Linked DNA regions of Sus scrofa: region 2 is linked to region 1. A link is a contact called in public Hi-C data. All regions are on one chromosome and are shown on one strand. The core of a region is the stretch at or near the end of the contact, and the rest is flanking DNA. Distances in the headings are between cores, read along the strand shown. Region 1 holds the start of FAM91A1 (protein FAM91A1). Region 2 overlaps ANXA13 (annexin A13).

Region 1 (5,148 bases), core at 656-3,155:
GTAAACAATATTTGTTGAATAAACATCTCATGATCAGAGTTCCTTTAATTTTAGCTATGACAATGAAGGTCTGTAGACATAGGATTCTAAGCATTTAGTGATGGGCTCTTTATAGTTGACACAACCTGAGACCAATGCATATGTGAAGAGCAGCATGGACCATATTCGTTTCAATATACCAAATATATTACATAAGGTCCCGGCCACATATCAGACTGGCCAGCTGCTGAGCTGTGCTCTAGGCATCATAAAAAGTTCTGAGTATAGATCTGTCAAGTGTAATAAAATATTATTTAAAAACCATTGTTTAAACTGAAATGTAAGAGTTCTCGTTGTGGCTTAATGGGTTAAGAACCCAATATAGTATCTGTGAGGATGTGGGTTCCATCCCTGGTCTCACTTAGTGGGTTAAGGATCTGGCCTTGCTGCAAGCTGCTGTGTAGGTCACAGACGTGGCTTGGAGGCTATGTTGCTGTGGCTGTGGTGTAGGCCTGCAGCTGCAGCTCCAATTCAACCCCTAGCCCGGGAACCTCCATATGCCACAGTTGCAGCCATAAAAAGAAAACAAATAAAAAGAATAAACAAATGTAATCACAGAAATACTGAATTCATCTATGGTTGCTTGCCAGTAACAATGATCATGGGTTTGCTAAGCCAGTGTAACAAATTCTGGACGAAAGGGTCCCCAAAGACATTCTCACTAGAACTGAAATTAAAGCAGGCTTGATCTGCCATTAAAAAGTGACTGGAGGTTGCAGCATGGAGCAGAAGCAGAAACAAGAGGCTGTGCCCAAGAATCTTTATCTCCTAGATTCCCTTAGGGCCTCCCCATGTGAGCACCAGCTGTTTAACATTTTAGCTGAATCCCTACACTTAAAGAATTTGAACCTTTGTTTTTTTTTCTTTTTAACAGAAAACTTACTTATTTATCAATACAAACCTGTAACTCATATAACATTAATTGGAGTAACAAAAAGAAGTATTTCACATGAATTGGTATCTTCAGGTGATTTGAAGAACCCTTTTTGAAAGCGGTCTGGTGAATGGATTACGACTGGGATAATGACCATAAGAAGGAGAGTAACGCCTGCCCTCATGGATCAATAGGTATATTTCTTGGTGTTGAAACATATGACCATGGAAGTTTCTTCTCATATCTTTATTTCAGATGAATGAAACCAACCAATCAGGAGACTCATGGTGTAAGTACCTTTGTGAAAAATGAATCCTTGGGGCAAATTCACTTTAAACAAAGATATATGAAAGGACTACATTTTCAAAGAGTTATAATGCAGAATAGTAACGACTTCTATATTCTGATAGTTTACACTAGTTGAGTGAAACTCGATCTGCCAAAAGTGTGTGTGTGTGTTCAGGGGTTGGGGAGAATGGGGTTAAATGGGAACCTTAGAGCGCAACGTTTCTCTTTCACAAGATGCAGCAACTTTCAGGAGGTGAAGGGTCATTAGACCTCTGCCCTACGCCTCTACTGGGAGTAAAGCTCTGTCTTGAACATTCCTTCCTGAGCCTGGGCCCTGCCCACCCGGCCTCGGTTCAGGGTTGGCTATGGAGAGCTAGGGCCCACAGCTCCCGCACTTCTAAGTTAGCTATGGCCCCCCCTTCCCAAGTCTCTCCTTCTCGGGCAGCCCACCCCAGCGCCTGTAACTGCCTGCTGCTGGGCTCACATTTGAGGGCAAGTCGGTCATCCAGCAATGGTACAATGCAAGCCCAATTAATTCATCCAGAGACTGACAGAGGCACAGGGAGTGCGCGGGTGGGCGAGCCATACCTGAGCACCTTGCGGCTCTATCTACTCAGGCCAGACCCCAGTGTGGAGGGGGCGGGGCTGGAACCCCGGGCTCCGCCCCCCAGCCCCTCGCTGGCGGGCGGAAGTGACGCACCTCGAAGCCATTTCCGGCGGGCTGAAACTAGGAAGAAACTTGGAGCCGCCGAGGCTTCTGGCCACCTCTCTTCGTTGCTCGCGTGCCCCGTGGCCCGGGCCGCGCCGAGTCGTCGGGAGCCCTGGCCATGGGGCAGCCCCGGCCGTCCGCAGTTTGAGGCGCGGGGCCTCCCGCGGGCTCCTGGGAGGCCGAGGGCGGGCAGGCGGGAGGCGTCCTTCCAGCCGCGGTCCCGGCCGCTGCCGCCCGCCCGGGCCCCCGGCATCATGAACATAGACGTGGAGTTCCACATCCGGCACAACTACCCGTGGAGCAAGCTGCCGGCCAACGTGAGGCAGGTATGGAACCTGGGGCCGGGGTCCCGCCTCGCCGGCATCTGCTCGCCGCGCCCCGTGGCCGTGGCTGGCGCCTCTAGGCTGATTCCTGGCCTTCCCCTCGCCAGGGTTAACCTGCAGCCCAGGGGTGAGGAGGGGACGCTCCCAGGGCCACAGGGGCAGGATAGGGCCGTTGCGAAATGGGATGGAATGGTGTCCACTGGACTGGCTTCGCGACTTTGCACGCACTCTCGGTTCAGCCAGGCACTGGGCTAGGCACCTTTAAGCTAATTAAAGCACGGCCCTTGACCTCCAGAATTTCGGGATGTTGGGAAAGGGTCTAGAAATAAATGAATACATTTACAGAGTGATAGCAGCTTACACGAAACTGCATAAGTGTATATGCGAACGCACAGAGGAGGAAGTCACATTGTCCAGGGAGTGTCAAGAGGATGTGTAGAGGAGGCATTTAAATTGGGCCTTAAAGGACGAAGAAGAGATGGCTAGATAAGAGACTTGGAAGATTTTCCAGGGAGAGGGAATGTCATTTTAAAAAGCGCGGACGAGTGAGAGCGTGTTTTGAGAGAGTAGTGAGCGACTTCCTACCACCGAGCCTGGAGGTGTAGCTGTATTGATTTGTTTGGAGGTGGGGCTTCGTGAGTGGGGGTGGTGGCAGTCAGGGCCAGATTTTGAAAGACTTTTGTATTTTGTTTTGTTGGACTTAATCCTCTCAACAGGATGGGTTTATTAGAGATCTTTCAAGAAGAGAATGACAAAAGGCTTTTGTCTGAGAGGTAATTCTCAAATACTTGAGTGTCGCGTTTTTTCCTCCATTGTTTTACAGATGTTTATTGAACACCTACTATGTACTATGCCTTGTTTTAGGTGAGGGTAATTTGCAGCAGTAGACAAGAGGAAACCCCCTCTTCCTGGAGCTTACGTTTTAGTAAGGAAAGAGGACAGTAAACAAGTAACTGAATAATACACGTAATATAGCAGGTGGTGGTCAATCTAATGACGGGAGTGTTATGTACTTTATGGAAGGCATTGTTCTCCGGTCAAAGATTGACCCTCAAGTTCCTGCCATTCTACTTGATTGAGAGTGAAATTCTGTTTTTCATTGGTGCTGGGTCCTGGGGGTGGTGGTGATGATGGTGTAAAATTATTACTTTGTGTCCTCTCCCAGCGTGGGGTTTTAATTCCAAAAACTGAATAATTTAAGTTTCTGGTGATGCATCTTGTGGCAGAGAAGATGCTTTGACTTTAAGGAATCAAAAGCACAAGAAAGTGGAAAGATACATTGAGGAACTCAGAATTCTCAGGTGGCAATGACTGCCTATGTGGCATTAATCTTGAACTGGAAGAAGAAGGTCGAAACCTGAAGGAATAAGTTTCTCTTGTTAAGCTTGAATGAGGGCTTTGATGGACACTTTGTTTTTAGAGTTTTGTGGCATATGGCATATGGAAGAGTCAACAATCCTTCTTTGTTTCCATATTTTCTCTGCCCTTCCTTTCACAAAAATAAATGTAGCATAATAGAAGAGAGATGGATGATTTTATTACGTCCAACAGGAATAATCGATCCTAATTAGTGTGGCAAAAGAATTTCATGACTATTAAAAATAATGTCAGAACAGTGTTATAACTAGGTACAAATGTGACAATTTAAACTTTTTTTTTCTGGTAAGATCTTAAAAATTACTATTTTAGCTTAGAATAAGCTTCCTCTTGTGGAAGGTGTTGCAGAACTAATTTGTACAGGTTACTTCATGGACTCTCGCTAGCCTTGCGCTGTTTTCCTAGGTCAAGCTCCACCTTGGATTTCTGCATCGGCTTTCTGTCTGGTCTCTTGCCCTCAGAAAAGGACCCTCCTATCCATTCTTCATACCGTACTGGGGTGAGGTTTCTAACATGCAAATCCAGAAGTTCCCTTGGTGGCTCAGTGGTAACGAACCCGACTACTTTCCATGAAGATGCGGGTTCCATCCCTGACCTTGCTCAGTGGATTAAGGATCTGGTGTTTCCATGAGTGGTGGTGTAGGTCTCAGATGCAGCTCGGATTTGGTGTGGCTGTGGCTGTGGCGCAGGCCAGCAGCTGTAGCTCCGATTAGACCCCTAGTCTGGGAGCTTTCTCAGGTGGGGCCCTAAAAAGACAAAATGAAATAAAGTAAAATAAAATCCCAGTGCTATCACTACCTGTCTCTATAGATTACTTGCTGCTTCCTTTTGAATCCCAAATGTTAACTTTTCACAAAGGTTTCCCTGACCTAAATCTGGAGTGATTGATCCTCAGATCAATGTTCAAAACAATTTACAGTTGTTTTATTTTAAGGGATATCTTATGATGAGGTTCTGTATAATCCAAGGAAGGTCAATTTTAATTAAAAATCTATGTATTTGGGGGGGCTGCACAATGGATTGGGGTTTGTTGGAGCAAAAGCTTTAGAAAGAATTCCTTATGTTTTTGGTATAATCTGATGCACAGTGGGTGTTTTACAGCCAGTTCCTATTTCACTCCATCTGTTACAGTTCATTTTATATGCAGGCAACTCCATTTGTCAGACCTGGTCAGTATTTCTGCAGGGTCACCACTGGCTCAGAGTAAAATGACCTTTCCTTAGTTGCCTCCTCCTAGAGGCATCGGGGTTTTTTTTGTGGTTTTTTGGTTTTTTTGGTTTTTTTTGGATGGTGGGAAATTTGGGATAGGAGTGGAAGAGAAGCCAAAGGATCTTTGTGAACAAAGCAGTTATATTTTATATACATGGGTAGTGAAGAATAAAATCAGCTTTTATTGTAGTTTTTAGTTATTTGTGCACACACGTGGACCAGTCATTACTTAATGACTTGCAAAAAGACTTAGATGTTTCATAGATGCTGTATTCTCTAATTAACGTACAAATAATGAGGACCCTTATATATATATTTTTTTCGTCTTT
Region 2 (4,794 bases), core at 121-2,620, 68 kb before region 1:
GTGCTGGATCACTTACCACTTGGTAGGCTTGAAAGGTGGCTCGTAACTGCTTGTGACTCCTCTGGGCCAGGACTTCATTGAAGGCAAGCTCGTCCGTGCCCCAGCGGCCTTCCCCTGCCTAGACGGCAGAGTGCGAACACTTTTGAAAAAGCTTTTTGCAAAAAGACTGAATGTATAGAGCTGTGACCAAGTCACCCTTACCGGGAATGATAAAATGTGCGCTGAATAGAAGCAGCATTGATCGCCGCAGTATTTCCACCTTCTAGCCCACAAGTATACCTCACATATTTGTTTATGTTATTTATACCCTCAGGCGTTCCAGAAGAGATCTAAAGTGGTTATCCCCAGGGTGTAAGAATAGGAACAATTCTTTTAGGTACACGAAGACTGTATGTATGACAAATATGTTAAAGATCATACTTATTTCCCAATTAATTCCAATTCACATGCCAGAACGAAACATTTTGTTGAAAGTAATGTTCATGAAAAAAGAAAAGAATTTGCAGAGCCTGCAGGTCTGCATACTCACATCATACAGATCTTTGGCATCCTGACCTGCGAGGTCTTTGTCCACGTTATCTCCTTCTTCACGATTAGCCTAGAAAAGTCAACACATTGTTGTGAACTTGAGTTCCTGCTTGACCACAAAAAACAAAGAGGGCAAGTCCCAGAAGACGGGTGGCTTCAGAGGGGTGGCCGGAAGCTGGACTCATCCGGGCAAAGTGGCAGCGCTGCTCTTTGCTGCCATCTTTTGGGCACAACTGATGAACAGAGTAGCCTCTGCGACCAACACATTTGTACGTTTTTTTTCTCCTAGCAACCAGGGTCACTCAGAAACCCCACTGACCTCTGAGCGACATCCTGATGTCCCCTCGAATGAGTCCATTGAGGTGCTAATAGTCTTCCTTTCAAAATATCAAACTTTGCCTCTCAGGGACTCAGTCGTGAAGAGCCCTGAACGTTGGTCATGGAAGGTTTGAGGTCTCACCTAAGCCCTGAGTGTCAGGCAGAATTCTCGGATGACCTCAACGGCCCACCGCCTTGTTTAATCCCCTCCCATGGATGGTGGGCAAGACCTATGGACATAGTGAGGTATCACTCGTGTGATCATGTTTTGCGTGTATGGCAAGGGGCATGTCTGCAGATGTAATTAAGATCCCTAATCAGTTGAGTTCATCAAAAAAGGTGCTCTTTGGGGGAGGCCTGACCCAATCAGGTGAGCTCTTAAAAGGTCAGAGAGATGGAAGAAGTTAGAGATGTGCTTCCTCTGGCCTGGAGGAAACCAAAGAGCCGTGCTCTGCACTGTCTATGGGGCCACATGACAGGGGACTGCAGATGGCCTCTACCGGCCGAGTGTGGGCTCTGGTCAACATCAAGGAACTAGGACCATCAGCCACACAGCCACAGGGAACCGAAATCTGCCAACAGTCAGTGAGCTCGGAAGAGGACCCCGGGGCCTCAGAGGAGATGGCAGGCCTGGATGACACCTTGATTTCAGCCTGGAGATACCCTGAGCCAAGGACTCGGCTAACCTGTGACAGGACTCCTGGCCCGTGGAAACTGCTCAATCATAGGTCTGCACTGCTTAGGTTGCTAAGTTTGTGGCAGTTTTGTTCTGAATCAGGAGAACACTCACACACTCTTCCTGCTACAGCTGAAGCCTGCTCTGTGTGTTCTCTGCTGTCAGTCTCTCCAGCAGCAGAGTAATGAAACAGAGGAAGCCCACAAAGCTCATCAAGACGGCTGTGTCAATGAGAGTGCAGATGCTATCTGGCTGGAGGCCAGGGGGCTGTGTCCTAAGCAGGGCCAGTTCTGAAAGCCCTGCTTTCCCAGCCAAACTCCCCGCAGCCTGGCTTAGACTCCTTGAGTCCTGGAGTTAGCTGTGTCATGAAAAGGGCCCGGCTTGGGGTCAGATGGGGCTGGTTCTTGCACCTGAGCTTTGTCTTACCTACACCTGGGGGTTCCTCACTGGCAAAATGAGTTGATGATGCTTGATGAAATAACTCATTAACAAAAAAAGGATTGCCAACTGCAAATAACTAGGCAGATTTGTGATCATGGCGAAAATTGCCATTGAGTAATTTCACAATAGCTGGGCTGACAGGACACATGTCGACAGTCCCTCGATAACATTTGTAATAAAATTAGGAAGGGTTTATTATCTATATCGCCTTTTTCTTCGTGGTGCCAAGTTGCCACAGGCTTTATCTCACGATCCCAAAGCAGGCAAGACCTCTTTACGCTTACCTGTAGCAAGGAGACCAGAATTTTTTTTAGGTTTCCGCTTGTATCACTTTTGACATCTGATTCAAGGCTCCTGTCAAATACTTTGGAGAAGAAAAAAGGACGAGAGAGAGCAGATTTAGTTTCCCAGAGGTATTTTGGAAGGAACATTCTTTATCTAAAGTCAGAACAAAAGGTCACTTACACTTTTGGTAGGCCTCTTTAATGGCGATGATTTCCTGGGAAAGGTAATAAAAAAAGATCAATATTCCAAGGCGGGGTTAATAGATAAGATAGGCAGAGACATGCAAAGGGAAGAGGCAGGAGCTTGTCTCTGGACACAGCATTCCTTTCCGATACAGAGGGGCCATCCGGACAGGTCAAGGTCTAGGCCTGGAACAAGCCCCTGACTTTATGAAGGAGTCCTTTTTAAAAAAAAAAAAAAAAAAAAAAGTGTATTGAAGTATAATTGATTTACAATGTTGTGTTAATTTCTGCTGTACAGGAGAGTGATTCAGTTATATGTATGTGTATATTCTTTTCCATTATGGTTTATTACAGGATATTGAATATTGTAGGACCTTGTTTACCCATCCTATGTGTAATGATTTGCATCTGCTAACCCCAAACTCCCAGTCCATTCCTCCCCCCGACTCGCTTCCCCCGTGGCAACCACAAGTCTGTTCTCTTTGTCTGTGAGTCTCTTTCTGATTCGTAGATAGGTTCATTTGTGTCATGTATTAGACTCTCTGTATCAGTAATATCATATGGTATTTGTCCTTCTCTTTCTGATTTAGTGAAGGAGTCCCTTAGCTTACATTCTCCTTAGTTAAAAATGAAAACAGGGAGTTCCCGTCGTGGCTCAGTGGTTAACGAATCCGACTAGGAACCATGAGGTTGCAGATTCGATCCCTGGCCTCGCTCAGTGGGTTAAGAATCAGGTGTTGCCATGAGCTGTGGTGTGGGTCGCAGACTCGGCTCGGATCCTGCATTGCTGTGGCTCTGGTGTAGGTGGGTGGCTACAGCTCCAAATGGACCCCTAGCCTGGGAACCTCCATATGCCGCTGTTGCGGCCCTAGAAAAGGCAAAAAGACAAACAAACAAACAAACGAGGCAGGGCTGTCTATTTATTAAAATGAGGTAGGGCTGTCTGTTTCGGTAGCTTGTGCCGACTGGCCCACTTGGGAGCTGCCTCGGTGTACACTTGAACGAGCAGTGTGTCAGAGCAGACATTTCCCCACAGCATCTCCCATAAACTGTTTTAAAGGAAAGTCAGCGGGCAGTGGAGGGAGAAGGTGGAGGGGGCAGCAGAGGGTGAGGAGCCAGGCTGAGGTTGCCAGGGTGGACGGAGGGAGCGGAAAGCAGGCAGGGGCTGGACACCTGTGATTCTGCAGCCCGTCTGCTTTCTCCTCCTTCCAGCCCACTCCCAGGACCTGCCTGAACCCGGGGTCTGCTCTCTGCCTGCTTTTCTTCTTTTTACCGTCCGATCTAGCTGATTGGAAAAGAAAAAAAGGCTGTGCTCATTGTTTGAGACCAGGACCTGAAAGAAACTTGGCTGAGGATGAACCACATGTGGACAAATGAGATTAGAAAAAGCATGAGCCAAATTAACCTTCTTGCCAAGGTAGGCTGCTCAGATATTGGATGCCCGGTCGCTGGGACTTTGGTACTTGCGGAAAGGAGAGGAATATTAAGGAAAGCTGGGTGGTTAGTGGACAGATTGATGCCATCCTCCTGTGCAAGCGCTGCCTCCTCTAAGGCACGCTAATCGAAAACTGCCCAGGTGGAGGGGTTTTGTTATCCTGCGGGAAGAAAAGAAGTCCAGGGGTGAGGAGGGAAGGGTTTTGCAGTGTGGAATATGACGATACTTCGGGAAACATGGCCTGACAGCACAGGCTGAGCAGGAGGAACCAGCTCAGGTCATCGGCACTCCAGGCTTAAATGGCATTTTAGCGCCAGGACGCGGTTGCGGTTTTTCCTTGCTGTCTGCTCCAACCGCGGCTTCTGTTTCCCACCCAGAAGCCTCCAAGAATGTTAGGTTTTTCTGGCATTTTCCTTACTGGGCCTCCCTCTTCTACACGATGGGTATCATGGAAGAGGGAAGGATCTTCAGATAATGATCCGTGGACCCTCTTTACTCTTGATGAATTCCTTGGCCCTGGTGGGTTCTGGAACCAAAGATGAATGGGCTTCTGTGAGGGCCTTAACGAATGTTCTTTGCAGCTCCTGAGATGGTGCGGGGGGCGAGGTCTGCTGACAGAAGGACACGGAAACCTCTGGCAGGCAGTGGCAGCCCTGGGGGTGCCCACTGGGATCTCCTCGGCACCACCCACCTCCCCGCCTCGTTCTTGCACTTGACACTAGACGCAGCCATACTTGGACCGCCTGCTTCATTGTTTGTGCCAGGAGACCTGCGAAGTCAGGCCAGGTGGGTAAAGCAGAACTTTCTTCCTGCATACGAAACCGTGCATCTCTTTAGAAAAATGAAAGCTGACTGACACAGCTCTTCTGGAAGGTCCTATTCTGTCAAGCTAGGGGCAGCAACACCAAGACTGACGATCGGAGATTGGA

Evidence for each region. Hi-C and Micro-C count contacts between places; a contact is called where the count stands out from the background.
Region 2: a contact with region 1 is called in a Hi-C map of skeletal muscle, with 3 times the contacts expected there. A contact is called at or near these places in 7 of 47 Hi-C or Micro-C datasets (alveolar macrophages, embryonic fibroblasts, fetal heart ventricle and 3 more).

Annotation. Positions count from the first base shown.
Region 1 is chr4:15,678,583-15,683,730 of Sscrofa11.1, reverse strand. FAM91A1 (protein FAM91A1) reads left to right here and starts at 1,905. Exons shown (of 24, transcript XM_003354982.5): 1 at 1,905-2,236. The coding sequence starts at 2,165.
Region 2 is chr4:15,746,582-15,751,375 of Sscrofa11.1, reverse strand. It overlaps ANXA13 (annexin A13), which reads right to left. Exons shown (of 11, transcript XM_013996500.2): 5 at 2,429-2,462; 6 at 2,248-2,327; 7 at 530-598; 8 at 17-118. Among named protein-coding and RNA genes, the nearest start is that of ANXA13, 41 kb to the right of the region's middle.